Regions from separate parts of the Xenopus laevis genome. Here region 2 is linked to region 1. A link is a contact called in public Hi-C data. All regions are on one chromosome and are shown on one strand. The core of a region is the stretch at or near the end of the contact, and the rest is flanking DNA. Distances in the headings are between cores, read along the strand shown.

Region 1 (7,213 bases), core at 1,456-3,955:
GCTCCTTTACGTGCCTTGATAAAACAGTACTGACAAACATATCTTCTGCCTCCACCACTACACAAAGCAGAGCCAAGATGGGATAGGCCAAAAAAAAGCCTGCTTTTACTTTTTCAAGCTGATCCCCTCTCAGTTACTCTCAGTTACAAGTGGAGGTGGAAGCTGTACATGTCAGTACAGTTTTACTAAAGTGCATAAGGGAGTGGATCCTCTTCTCTCAACCTGCAAAAAAAAATAAAAAAACACAGTCTGAGAGGAGCCGAGTCAACTCAGCATGCCCTCAGCCTTATGCTCCCAGTATTCATACATTGCTACCTGGGCAGCCACCCAAATGGGAACAATCTATTTTGATCTGATTTGTTACAAATACTATTTTATATGTGGCTGTCTGGGGGTGAGTTATGTACATGCATTTTGTATTTGTTACCTGGCAGATCTTCTATATTTAGATTTTGAATTAGGATTAGTCTTTTGGCTTCAAAGCTGTTTTTATTGCATTGATTTCAATATATACAGTATATGCATATATTATTAGAAGCTCTCTTTCACTTTATATAAAAACTGGACCTGGACCAGTATAAAAGTGGCAATGTGCCAGTGGTATAGATTGTGTGTGCCCATGTTGCACTTTCATATATGTTTTGCCATGTGTTAACTGGAGAGGCATTGATAGGGCTCTTTGAGAAATGGCATTCCTGTACTCTATTTCAGAGTCTTCTGTAGAACAGGGTGCAGGTAGGTTGCTGAGTGAACCACAATACTTACACTGACTATACTCACACTCTGATTATGCTCTCTAGACTGGTCGTGTCCTGCAATGGATCTGGTAACCACGCAAAACCAGAAAAGCAGGGTTTCAGGAGAAAAAGCCCCATTTGCCTGAACCTCTGGGTGGTCCATAGGTGCCTTATTTGTGTGCCTGGGTAAATCGTAGCTTTAATATAGGGAACATGCCCCCTCCATCCCTGACAAGCAAAAAGACTAAAACTGGTTGATCCATATATATTAGTGAGGGCACTTCTGGTTCACAGCAATGTCACTTCCAGTTTGGTTGGATTAATGGTAGCCCTGCTGGTTGTATTGGGTAGCGGTGTGTGGGTAGGCAGCTGGTGGACTATATATGCAGCTTCTTCTCATGCAGGTGATTTCCATTAATAATGGAAAGTTAGCTGGGAAAATAGCTTACCCAAATCTTCCAGAATTCGCCTCCATCGTGCTCTCACCTCACGCCTTGCTTGTCTTAGTGTGTAAATCTCGTAGTTGAGTTTTTGCCATTCCTGCATGGTAAGGAAACTTGTTTAAAGAAAAAGAAAGATCAAATAACCAACCATAACCTACAGAATGGTCATTTTACAATGGTCTATAAATTCTATCTTTATGGCTGTCTAAGACTGACCAACATCAAAATGCAGTGGTAAACTGATATGCTCCTATTGGACTCTGCCTTCCAGAGATCCTGACGCTGCCCTTTGCCTGTCACCTTAACTTTGCATACTTACACTAGCACCTTACGTTTGCATTCACACTGCTTTCTCTACTTCTCATATTGCCCCCAGTTCCCTCTCACTACCCTTGTTCTACAGTCCCTATTAGGCTGTATCTGCTCTCTCAATCTATCTCAAGCTGCCCTTGCTGCTTAATCCATTTCAGGTTGCCTCTACTGTCTCATGCAACCTCTTCTCAGATTTGGGCAGGCTACCAGGGATGGGGCATTGTTGCTGGGGACACTAGAACTAATAGGTGGCTGTCAACATCACATTGTAAGTTGTTATAGAACATAATGGGATGGATAGAAAATCTGAAGGCAAGGAAGAATATCTATCTACACACCCAAACATATAAGAAATATATTTTGTGCAATTATGCCCCTTTCATGTGGGCTCTGTGCCAATTCCTCAGAATTATCTTTTTGTAATTAATTACTAGTCCATTTGCACCTTTTTCGCACAGAAAGGAACAAAGTACTCAAGTAAGCAGGATCTGAAAGTCTCTTACTGTTCATATACCAGACTGTTACAGATACAATCACTATAATTTTGTTGAGCTAATAAGCCAATGAGATTAACACAGAAAAGAGGTCTGTCCCATTTCAGAGTAGTGCGACTTTTTCTTCTTCTGCCTCAATCCAGCATTTGGTACAGTATCTAATGAATTCAAAAAACTTTGGCTAATCCTGGCTCAGCCTAAATTAGACTATGCAGACAGCTCTGGCTTGTATTTATAATCAGGGACCTGATCACCCACAAGTACTGAACCATAAACGTTATTAAACGGATCCTGAGACTTTGTGGCTTACAATAAACATTAGGGAGTAAATAGATCTCCATATAATATGTAGAAAATGTAGTCTCATGTATATTATATTGAGAAATGTTATATATTGCAAACATTCTGTTGTGGTTTTGCAAATGTCATTCGGTGTAGTGAAATATTTCGTGCATGGCACTCTTTATCATTAACCTGGTCTCTCAGAATCACCAATGTACAACAAACAAAACCTGCCTGTGGTTATGTAATGTGGACTTTACTCGATTATAATCTTTAGTCATTGTTAAGTACTAATTATAGCAGCAATCTTAAATGCAAAGATAATACCAGGCAACTACGTTAACTAACATGGTCTTTCATGATTTTGGAATTTCTGTTCTCCAAGCTCTCACCTCAGAATCCTTCTCCAGCTGATTCCTTGTCTGGATCCAGCTGTGCAGCAATCGATCATCCACAGCCTCAGTGTGAGACAAGTCATGGGGAGAACTCCACAGGTTTCTCTCATCATCATCAATTACAGAGTAGGTTTTATACTGATTATTGTTACCACTGAAACATATAAAACAGAGTAAAACCGAGTTACTGATCTAATATTTAAACAGGCTTGCACTTGCAGGCTTGACTCCAGAAGAGTTACAATATGTTCATGCTACCACTCATTTAATTAGACAATAGGTATCTCTATACTTAAAGAATGCGCAAACAGGCAAAACTGGGACTCTCAAGGGCAGATTTACTTACGTCCGATTTTTCGCTTCAGAAAACATTTAAATACTTTGCACAAATATATCAGACATTATTTTGGGACGACTACACATATTGATAAAAATAAGTAATTTTGTCTCTGCAAAAGAACACTGGAGTACTTTCGTCAGCAAAGATTCATTAGCATGAATATTTATTAGAAGTTTTTCTCTAGCGTTACTTTCTTCCTAGCAAAACTTTGTTAACTTACGCTTACATCAATATAATTTCAACTTAATTATAGTGATGCCAAATGGCTTAAGGGTTTGGCATCTCTAGAATAGGCATGTTCAAGGCCCTCAAAGTCACAGGAGGTCACCATCTTGGATCTTGTTAGGAGTGTCAGTAACACTGCACCTCCTCTGTTTTCTGAGCAGGGTTGAAACTAGGGGTAGGCAGAAGAGTCAAGTGCCTTGGGCACAATGGTGTGTGTGTGTGTGTCTGGGGCACATACTTCTTCAATCTGCCTAACCCTAGTCTGGATACTCATCCACCACCCATTCAGCACACTTCCCGGGGTTGCCTATGGCTTGGCCCAGCAATGGCTCTGGACAGCTGTTGCACCAAATTAGTTGTCATTGAAAATCATCAAGCAGAAAATGTCATTATTATTATTATTATTACATTGCAGACTCAGAAGAAGCCTTCATTAGCTGGTTCTTCAGTTGTATAAGATAAAAAAAAATAATTCAGAATCTTCTTTTTAACCCTGTCTCATCAACCAATTAAACTATTAACATGACCTCCAACAAACTCACAAACTGCCAAAATTAATGCTAACATTAGCTTTTACCCTGGCATAACTAATGCCAGCTATCACTTGATATATTAGTAGTATTCCCCTTTAGTAATATTGTGTTAATTCTACAAATGACTATACTGTGGCATGTCAGCAGGAACCGAACTACTGCTGTTGCTGATGATCTTGGATGCACTCCTTTTGTATGTAACAAAGCGTAAATTGTTTGTGCTATATAAATGAGCATCATCATTATAATCATGAAAGTCATTAACCTAACAGGAATAATGAACTAATAGAAAGGGGTGGATATAAAATATATAAGATGACCTAGGTAGGTAACATCTAGCAACATAACTGAATAATAATGTTTATGTAATATAATGATTCACTTTTCTATAATTGCCTTATCTATTCAATAAAATCTTTAATGCTATATTTTATATATGTACTTGCACTTAAGTAAGGTTTTTTCATAAATGCACACACAAATATTCACACATGCACACAACCGCATGCATAAGTAATCACTAAGGGGGTTATTTATTATCTTCAAATTTTTCTAGTCTAGGGGAAAATACAATTTTCTGGGAGGAAAAATTATTTTTCATGATTTATTAAGTCCGATGGTGTTAAAAGTTAAAGGCAGCAGTTCCATCGATAGCTGGAAGATTTTCGGAGTTGTGCTGGGTTTCCATAAAAATTATAGCTTTTGGCAAAAAAAAAAAACATAGGTTTCCAAAGCAAAACCTGGAAAGAAAAAATCGCAGTTCTTTTTTTGTACGACTTTAGCGTGACTCTGCACATTTATGAAAATGTATTTCTAAATAGGGGGGAAAAGTTCATGCGGATTTGGTCAGAGCAGTTTTCAGAGTAAAGTGAGAACATTTTGGAGTTTGACAAATAACCCCTTAAATTTGACCTTCTTCATTGTTGGTCCCTGAGCGATTTCTTTATTTTTTGTACAGGTATAGGACCTGTTATCCAGAATGCTTGGGACCTGGGATATTCCGGATAACGGAATTTGGATCTTCAAACCTTAAGTCTACTAGAAACTCATGTAAACATTAAATAAACCCAATAAACTGGTTTTGCTTCCAATAAGGATTCATTATACTGTATATTAGTGTGGATCAAGTACAAGGTACTGTTTTATTATTACAGAGAAAAAGGAAATCATTTTTAAAAATGTGGATTATTTGATTATAGTGGAGTCTATGGGAGACAGCCTTTTAGTGATTCGGAACTTTTTGGATAACTGGTTTCCAGATAACGGATCTCATACCTATAGCGCAAATCCTGTGAGTACTTTTGTTATTTATATTTACACTGACACCCAGATACATCATTTTGGAAAAGGGTCCATAAGCAGCACAGATCCACACAATGATGGAGTGCTCGACCACTGTGCTTTATCTACTTGGATCAGGCGCTGAACAGTATATTAACCCACCTGCCGTAGGTCCAAAATCATACATGAAGTCCAATAAACTGCAGCACACTCAATTGATTTAAATCAGTGAAGCAACGTTTCGGGCCACGCAGGAAGCTTGATAAAGAGCCCTGTGTGGCCCGAAACGTTGCTTCACTGATCAACTTTGGTGTGAGCCAAATAAAATCACAATGACACAGATTTAAATCAACAATCGAGTGTGCTGCAGTTTATTGGACTTCATAAGCAGCACAGAGACTGGCATTATTTTGCTATGACTAAACTCAAAGGAAGAACAGATTGACACAAAAAATAAGAGACGTAAGAGGGAAGAACACCTCAAATCTAACAAATCACAATCCTATTTAGACATGTTAGGATTGTGTAGTTAATTTTTCAGATTTATTTTTGGGTCTCCATGCACTTTCCTATCCTATAAAAGTTTGAACTTGAATAACAGCTGCATTACAACAAACGCTTGGTATGTGCTGATCATTGCTACAAACAGAAAACCAACTCATTTTGAAAAAAAAACGCAAATTTGCTGCATTTCTCATATCTTTTTTTAAAGTTTCAAGACAAAGGTCATAACCAAGCAAAGACATGCCAGATTATAAAAACAGATTATAGTGCCCAGTGTAATAACTTGCACATTATCTATCCTACAGCAAGGCTCTAATCACTGCAATGATATTTACCTATGCTATTACTTAAGATACCTCACAGTCAGCTGTTCTGAGTCTTTATTACATTGAATAGCTGCACAGTGATACAGGATAGATTTTTGATTGTCACACTCTATATAATAATATATTATTAATAACATGCTCTAATTTTTGTCTAAAGTTAACCTACTGAACTCACAAAGTGACATAAAAGAGTTAACCCTGAGTGTGTCTCAGTAAAGTACAAGTCAGAGCTTACTTAGTGTTGCCCTGCCAGATACTAAAATTTTAAACAACTTTCATTGTATTAGAGTTCACCCTTCTACCAGCTGGCAGATGAAACAAAGGATTGTATCCATAACAATAACATAGAAACAAATCTATTTACTCTACAGTAAAGCAAAGTAAAAAGTCTAACAACCTTTCAGGTCAAATGATGATTTAGGTTTTGTGACTTACCTGACTAGTGGCTGCTTTTCATTTTTGGGGTATTCCAGGCATCCAAGCCTCAGGCAGCAGAAGGCACATAACCAGTCCTTTAAACACATGGATTCTGGTAGGAGAGAAAATAAATCTGTACTGCAACTAAGATATCCCATAGAACTTAACCTCTCAGCAATCAAGAATTCCCACTCAAGACAAGTAAACACAGTGGAAAGCCCAGACCTGGTGTGCTCAAGGCACAGATTAGACATTCCATTCTAAGATGAGAGCTGTTCAATTTAAACACTCCAGTTTGGGGAGGTGACTTGAGTTTTCTCAGAACACAATCAGGTCATCGGACTTGTACAGCAGCATGTGCTAATCTTCAGTAAATCCTTTAGAAGTGTCATGTGTCATATTTTAGAGAGAAAATTAGAGCAAACATACATCCCTCTTCTGTGTGAAAGTGCATATGTACGATTTACAATATATAGCCATTGGCCAGTTATTGACTGCATGGACCCCTCAGTTACACACATGTAGATTTTGCCAATTAATTAGATGGACAAACCAGCAGACCTGTTTGTCTGCTTTGAGTCACATGGACAGATCTGTTCATTTATCACCAAAATTGGCTATGGATCTGCTCATGTACCTGCCAGTTCAAATGACCCAAGTATAGTGAGCACAAAGATTCTAATGGTCTCACAAGAACGGACAAGATGCTTCATTAACAGTTCCCAGGGTGCAAAGAAAGCAAATGCAAATCCAGAATACTATAAATCCTGCTGAACTGTAATAGTCTAGAGCACAGTTCGGAGGCACAGAGCAACTGTGCTGCAACATTACCCCCCCCCCTACCCATATGACCCCCCTGCACTTTCCTTAAACTTAAGCCCCTCAAACTAATGTACTGAGCTGCAATTACCCACTCTCTGCCCA
Region 2 (7,213 bases), core at 3,197-5,696, 150 kb before region 1:
AATACCTGAATTGTCTGCCATGAAATAACAAAATTCTCTAATCTGACACATCTGCTTTATAATTTGGAAAGTCCCTTTTTCTGTTCTTGGACTTCACAGAGACCACATTCTTCCATAAATTACTCCAAGCAGAGAGGCAAAATTCCTTTTGTAGGAGACAAGACATAGCACATTGAAAAAGCATTGTTCTACCCCCTCCTAGGCATTGTACCCTGGCTTTTCTGTTTGTCTAGTTTCCTTTATGAAGTAAGCAGGAATCTCTCTTTCTGTCCTGACGTTTCATCCACTCCTGCAATAGTGATCCTGCCTGTAGCAGACCATACAATCTATGGAAAACTCAACCAGACCAGTGGGCTATTCAGGAGACCCATAGTATCCTTGACCCTTTAGCCTTTCGTGTTACATGTCCACCTTCACAGAAGTGGAGAAGTTCAGTACATGCCATGAGTATCTTATAATGAAATGCAAGAGATAATCAGTTGGAAGGGACTTATTCAAATCTGATCTAACTGAGCTACTATTTCAAAAAGAATGTGAAGCAGTTATAGAAGATCCAGTACAATAGCAGTCGGTAAAGGTCACAATGTAAGATCATATAGGACTTGTTATAGAGTTCCAATGCACTTATTCTAACTAAGGAGTTAACACCCTTAAGGACAGTGGTTCCCAATCTGTTAGTTATTAACTATTGATGGGCGAATTTGCGCCGCTTCGCCGAAAAATTTGTCAATTTCCTGTCCCGGCAATTTTTTGTTGCCGTTTCGCGAATTTATTCACTGGCGGCGAATCGCACAAATTCGCCGCAAATTCGCGCCTGCTGAATAAATTCGTCCATCACTATTATTAGCATGTTCCTACTTGTTCATGGGCAATGTTCCCTCTAATGCTTTCTGGGCTATGTGTGCAAAAAAAAAATAAATTTCTATTGTGCACAAATTTTAAACTTGCAAGCACATTTTTAAAAACTGTGTTTGTTTTCACACAAATTTCTTTATGCCCACCACAATTTGTTTTGTGCACTGGCCTCAATTTGTGTGTGTGCCCAAGTGTGCACAGCTTAGAGGGTATTCAAAATGGACTACTTGCCCCAAATTTTCTATCAGAGATGTGCCATAAAGAAAGATATGCTCTCAGTATCTACAGTATTGTGAGCACTGGTCTGTTCGTATCATTGTGTTGCTTGGGAATACACTAAAGCTGGTCACACCAAATCTCCTACCTCTTTGGTCTGTATGTAGGCAGCTTAAGGGGATGTAAAACTGAGAATAAACTTTAGTACATTAGTTGACATTATGTTGATCTTTGTGGTTTATGATTTGTTAGTCTTGTCTCTGTTTAGAAAAGCATTCAAAAGTGAGACTGCTGTCTCTTTATGCCGTCTCCTATTCATACACCATAATAAACATCGAACCAGTGGCTGACTGCGTGCGTCAATGACCCTTGCAGCCAGGCAGAAGCTTAAATTCCAACTGTCTGCAAATGAAAGTTTCCTACAAATTATAGGCCAGTGTTTATATCATACAAAACAAAACTCTTTAGGTGATCTCCCTCTTTAATTGGCTTGGTGTGCAAAGAAATACATCACTAGAGCCCTTTAGCCACAGTAGACGCAATTGTTACCATTAATCATTAAGCAGGCATATTAAAGGCATATAACTCTGTGACTATCTGTAAAAAAAACAAAAAAGAAACATGTGCCATCAGTCTTCTATATGTATTATTTAAAAACCAAACCAAAAATGCTACTTTTATCATGTATTTTGAAGGCAATAAACCTGCACAGATTTGCGATTGTTAATGGAATTCTTTCTCTCCTCAGAGTGGGGTTCAATCCATTGCTGCTCCATCTGGTTCTGCTGCAGATAAAGTTGTGATAGATGCCTGTAATGAGCTGGGTATTGTGTTAGCACACACAAACCTGCGCCTCTTCCACCACTGATATTCCTTGTGTCATTTGTGTTGATGCAGTAGTAAATCTTTGTATGGCTCCTATTAAAACCGCTTGCACACCCATCTATGTCTCTCTGGTGCCTTGATCACTTACATGTGTTTATACAGTGAATAATTTATGTCCTAAAATATAAGAATATTATAAGTCATCTAGTAGTTCTACCTGTATAACCTGAGTACAGATTTCCATATGGCCATGGAATTCCTCTATGACTTATAATATCCTCATATTATACAACAGGGGGAACATTCATTTTTATAATACACAAGTTTCAGTAAGTCATGGGACAGAAACTACATCACCAATTATAACTGATGACCTCACTAACCACTGTTTTAAGGATATTGTTTACAGGATATTCAGGTTTTTTTTTTTTTGCATGATGGGGTTTTAACGGCAGTAGTTAGTTTACTGAAGGCTGGCAAAGGCAAGCACAGAAAATCTCAATAAAATGGTGGCAGTATGATATAGTGTACTTGAACCTTAAAGGAACAGCAACACGTAAAAATAAAATCATTTTAAAATGATTAAAATATAATGTACCTTTCCCTGTATTGGTAAACGTGCTTGCTTTAGAAAGACTACTGTAGTTTATACAAACAAGGTGCTGTGTTGCCATGGGGGCAGCCATTTAGGATGAAAAAATAGAAAAGACACAGATTACTTTGCAGGTAACAGATAAGCTCTGTACTAGAATACAATTGGATTCTGCAGAGTGCATCTGTTATCTGCTATGTAACCAGAGCCTTGAATGACTGCCCCCGTGGCTTCACAGAACCTTGTTTAAACAGTATAAACTATATAATGGTGATTCTGAAAGAAACACACCAGCTTTACCAGTGCAAGGAAACAGTACAAGGGTTTCAGGTAACATTTGGCACCCCCAAGTGAATGTATTTACTTACCTGAAACCCTGGGCTGGTGCTCCTATCAGCAGAAAACTGCACTGGCCCGGGGTTATACCAGTGAGCACCACAGAGCGATCCTCTTCCGTCTCCCTCTTTCCTTCACGCGGACGCACAGTAGAACGAAAAGCTGAACTTTAACTTAAAAGTCGGCTATTTAGTTCAACTGCGAATGCGTTTGCCCCGGGAAATTTGAAGAAAGAATATGCTGGAAGAGGATCGATCATCTGAGTTCATTGTACAAGGTGTGTAACTGATTGTTTTGGTTAACTGCCTTCTCCTCCCACAATTAGTCCTAAAGAAAATTTGAGTACTTTTAATATTACTGCTTTGCCATGAACATGAATTTAACAGTAACCATCAAGAAATGGCAAGTCAGTAGGAAAGGCATAGTTCACCTTTAAAGGGGAAATAACTCCCCCGGAACAAGAATACCATCCACAGCCATCAAATGAGCCCCCTCTCTGTTCCCTCCCTGCAGAGTCTATTTCAGTGAACAGTGCCTTTCACATAGTTTGCAAGCTCTGTGTCACTGAACTGATTGGAAAAGAACATGAAGACTCACTGCAAATTTCTGCATAAATAGGTCAGCTTTATTATGAGAGACACTGTTCATTAAAATAGACTCTGCAGGGAGGTCGCACAGAGGGGGCTCATTAGATGACTGTGGATGAGACCTTTGTCAGGAGGGGGGTTAGTTCTCCTTTAAATTTTAGGATATATTATATATACACACATGCACACACAGTTATAGGATCTATTATCCAAAACACTTGGGACAATACGATTGTTTTGCCTCTAATAAGGATTAATAATATCTTCATTAGGATCAAAGTACTTTTTTTTTTTAATTCAAAAACTTTCCTACATGCTTGAGTGAAGGGTTGGTATGTTCATGTTATTGCCACATCTGGCTCAGTCCTAATAATTAATTACTGATGTTCTGTTAGATAACCAGACTAGGAGATTCTTGTGTCTTTAAATTTGTCTTCATTAATCAACTGCCCGCCCTTACCCATGTGACCCCCTTGCTGTGTATTAGGACATTCACTTTAAGGGAAGTATGGCAGGAGAGCTATGGCAGATTTAATAACTTAAAGTACCGAAATTTTAAGAACAACATATACAGTTGGAGAGCAGTTGAAAATAAGTTGTATTGGAAGCTCCTGCAAACATTGGACATCTCATCAAGACATCACTGTCATTACTTTTTATAAGATAAGCCTGATTATACCATTTAACTATGTGTAATTTGATTTCCTTCTTTTTTTCTCCTCTATACTTCTGCACATATCCTCTGCACTCCAACATCCATCAAACTATCCTGAAATTGTAATCTCCTCTTCACTGCTCCCATCACCCTCTCTCAATCTTGTCTAGTATTGTTAAATCTCTTATCCCCTTCCAACCCATCAAACAATACACATGCTCGCACTGTCAAATCTGGGTCACACCTTGTCTCACTTTCCTTATTACTGTTACTTGCAGCTTGGGACATCTCCCCAAACCCTGGTCCCACTCACTAATTCCTACCCTCACCTATTCCCACTCTCAGGCATTTAACAATGTCTTTGCCAGTCTCTAAAACTTTACGCACTTCTAATCCTGCAAACCTTATCTGACTTGGCCACACCCCTAGACAGGATGGCCGTCATGGTGGTGGGGTTGGATTTCTTCTCTCCCCCAAATGTAAGTTTCAAAATCTAACCACACCAACTTCTCTCTCCTTAACTTCTTTTGAAGTCCACAGCATACATTTGTTTTCTCCAATCTCACTGTGTGCCACTGTCATATCGCTCCCTGGGTCCTTACTACTTACTTGGATCACTGTGCTGCTTGGCTTCCATACTTTCTCTCCAACCAGACACCTCATATTAGGTGACTTCAACATTCCCATTGACAACTCTGCTTCTCCTGCCACCTCTAAACTCCTCTCTCACAACTTTATTTGGTCTCTCTGTGGACCGACTCACCTACCCACATCGATGATCATGTTCTTATATTCTGCCACTCGTGCCATCCATCCAACCTTGCTATCCTTACCCCCATCTGACCATCACCTACTCTCCTTTCAGATAACACTTTAACCCGCACTATCACAACCATCTCTCTCTCCACCCACACATACAGAAACCATAATGCATTTGATCCACAACAATTATTAACAGTATCAGCACAACCCATCTCTAATATTAACAATCTTTCCTCTCCAAATAGGGCAGCTTCTCTCTACAACAAAGCTCTTTCAACAGCTCTTGACTCCCTTGTTCCTTCTTCAACCCATCACAGCCGACCAACTAAACCCCAACCCTGGCACACTAGTGTAACTCAGTACCTTAGAAGATGTAGTAGATCAGCTGAACGACTGTGGAGAAAGTCACAAACTGATCCTGATTTCATCCACTCCAAATTCATGCTCTCCTGCTACAAGCAAGCTCTATCAATAGCTTAAGAACAGTACTTCTCTTATTTAATCTCCACTCTGTTCTCTAAAACGCAGCAACTATTTACCACATTTAACACACTTATGCCCCCCTCCACCCATTAATATAATTGCCCAAGATCTTGCTCATGCAGTCCACTCACATCCACTTTGCACTCCTTCACCCCTGTAACACTAGATGAATTTAGCAAACTTCTTGCCTGCTCAAAACCCACAACCTGCTCCCTTGACCCCATACCTCCTCTATCCAATCTCTGATACACTCTCTCCTGCACTTACCCATCTATTTAATCTTTCACTCTCTACTGGTACTTTTCCATCTTTATACAAACAAGCAATAATCACTCCTATCCTCAAAAAAACTTCCCAGCTCACCTGCTATCGCCTAGTTTCCTTTCTTCCATTTGTATCCAAATTACTGTAAAGACTTGTTTACAAATGCCTGATCCAGCATCTCACTCAACTGCAATCTGGCTTCCACCCAGCAAACTCTACTTAAAATGCACTCACCAAAGTAACCAATGATCTTCTACTGGCAAAGACTAAAGGTCACTATTCTATACTAATCCTTCTAGATCTCTCTGCAGCTTTGGACACAGTTGACCCCCTCCCCCCCATTCTATCCTCAGCTGGCATTTGTGACACTGATCTTTCATGGTTTACATATCTGTCTGACCGTTCCTTTAAAGTTGCCTTCTCTAACTCTACTACATTCCCTCTATCTGTCAGAGTTCCTCAAAGTTCTGTTCTAGGCTCTCTGCTGTTCGCTCTATACTACTTCGCTAGGAAAACGTATTCAGTCGTTTGGACTTCAGTATCACCTTTATGCTGATGACACCCATCTTGGAGTTAAAGTCTGTACAAAAAATAGGTCAATTGGGGATAAAAGTATTGGTTCCGGGCCTCCGCCCAAGCCAGTTGCAAGTATACAGAAAAAGAAAATGGGTACCAATACCTGTGGTTCAAAAGTGGGGTGTTCCCAGGTTTATTGAAGTTTGTTATAACCAAGGTAAAGCACTGCGTATATTGTTGGCGCTATATACAAATAAAATGATTAATTCAGCATACAAGGCTAATTAGTAATTAATATTACAAAGCAGCTCAGCCAGTACAATCTGCTTCCGACTTTAGCAGCCTTTGATCATCAGCTTCTAGAATAAACATTTTCCTCGACTCCTCAGCTTCATTTAGAGCATACCAAGTGTCACGTACTAACAGATCTGATAAAGTTGGTTCAATTACTACAATTCAAATCAAAGTTTTATCTTACAAGTTTTTAAAGGAATTGTTCAGTATAAAAATGGGTAAATGGATACACTGTGCAAAATTAAAAATGTTTTAATAGTTAGTTAGCCAAAAATTTAATTTATGAAGGCTGGAGTGACTGGATGTCTAACCTAACAGCTCCTTTGGTTTCCACCGACTGGTTACCCTGGTGACCAAGCAGTAACCAATCAGTGACTTGAGGGGGGGCATGGGCCATAACACTTGCTTTTAAATCTGTTAAATGCGGAGCATCAATTGCAAACTCATTGGACAGTTATGTCCCCCCTTCAAGTCGCTGACTAAGGGTTAAGGCCAGACGAGGAGATTCGGGGAGATTGTCGCCTGGCGACTTATCGCCACGTCTTTTGCGCGACTATCTCCCCGAACTGCCTCAGCGTCTTTTCCCCATAGGTTACAGCGCAAAATCGCTTGCACTAATGCACACGCGGCAATGCGTTTTCAATAGTCGCCCAAAGTTGCCTCCTCGTCTGGCCTTACCCTAACTCAGAGTTATAGAGCTGAAAAGCAGGAAGTTGGATTCTGGCTATTATATTAGACATCCAGTCACTTCAGCCTTTATACATTACATTTTTGGCTAACTATATTAGAAACATTTTTTTTTTATTTGCACAGCCTATTTATACAGTT

The links. A called contact is a pair of places that touch in the nucleus more often than the background predicts.
Region 2: a contact with region 1 is called in a Hi-C map of the XL177 cell line, with 3 times the contacts expected there. The contact joins two enhancer-like sites. A contact is called at or near these places in 2 of 4 Hi-C or Micro-C datasets (the XL177 cell line and the XTC cell line).

The regions. Positions count from the first base shown.
Region 1 is chr9_10S:73,917,068-73,924,280 of Xenopus_laevis_v10.1, reverse strand. mreg.S (melanoregulin S homeolog) reads right to left here. Exons shown (of 5, transcript NM_001135063.1): 3 at 6,308-6,401; 4 at 2,661-2,817; 5 at 474-1,277. The coding sequence starts at 6,396. The coding sequence ends at 1,152. Among protein-coding and RNA genes, the nearest start is that of mreg.S, 8.7 kb to the right of the region's middle. Within about 2 kb of position 2,705, at least 1 of the 7 cell types and tissues checked has an H3K27ac peak or open chromatin away from gene starts, as enhancers often do.
Region 2 is chr9_10S:74,067,809-74,075,021 of Xenopus_laevis_v10.1, reverse strand. It overlaps atic.S (bifunctional purine biosynthesis protein ATIC), which reads left to right. Exons shown (of 16, transcript XM_018238947.2): 16 at 1,820-2,013. The coding sequence ends at 1,939. Among protein-coding and RNA genes, the nearest start is that of atic.S, 23 kb to the left of the region's middle. Within about 2 kb of position 4,446, at least 1 of the 7 cell types and tissues checked has an H3K27ac peak or open chromatin away from gene starts, as enhancers often do.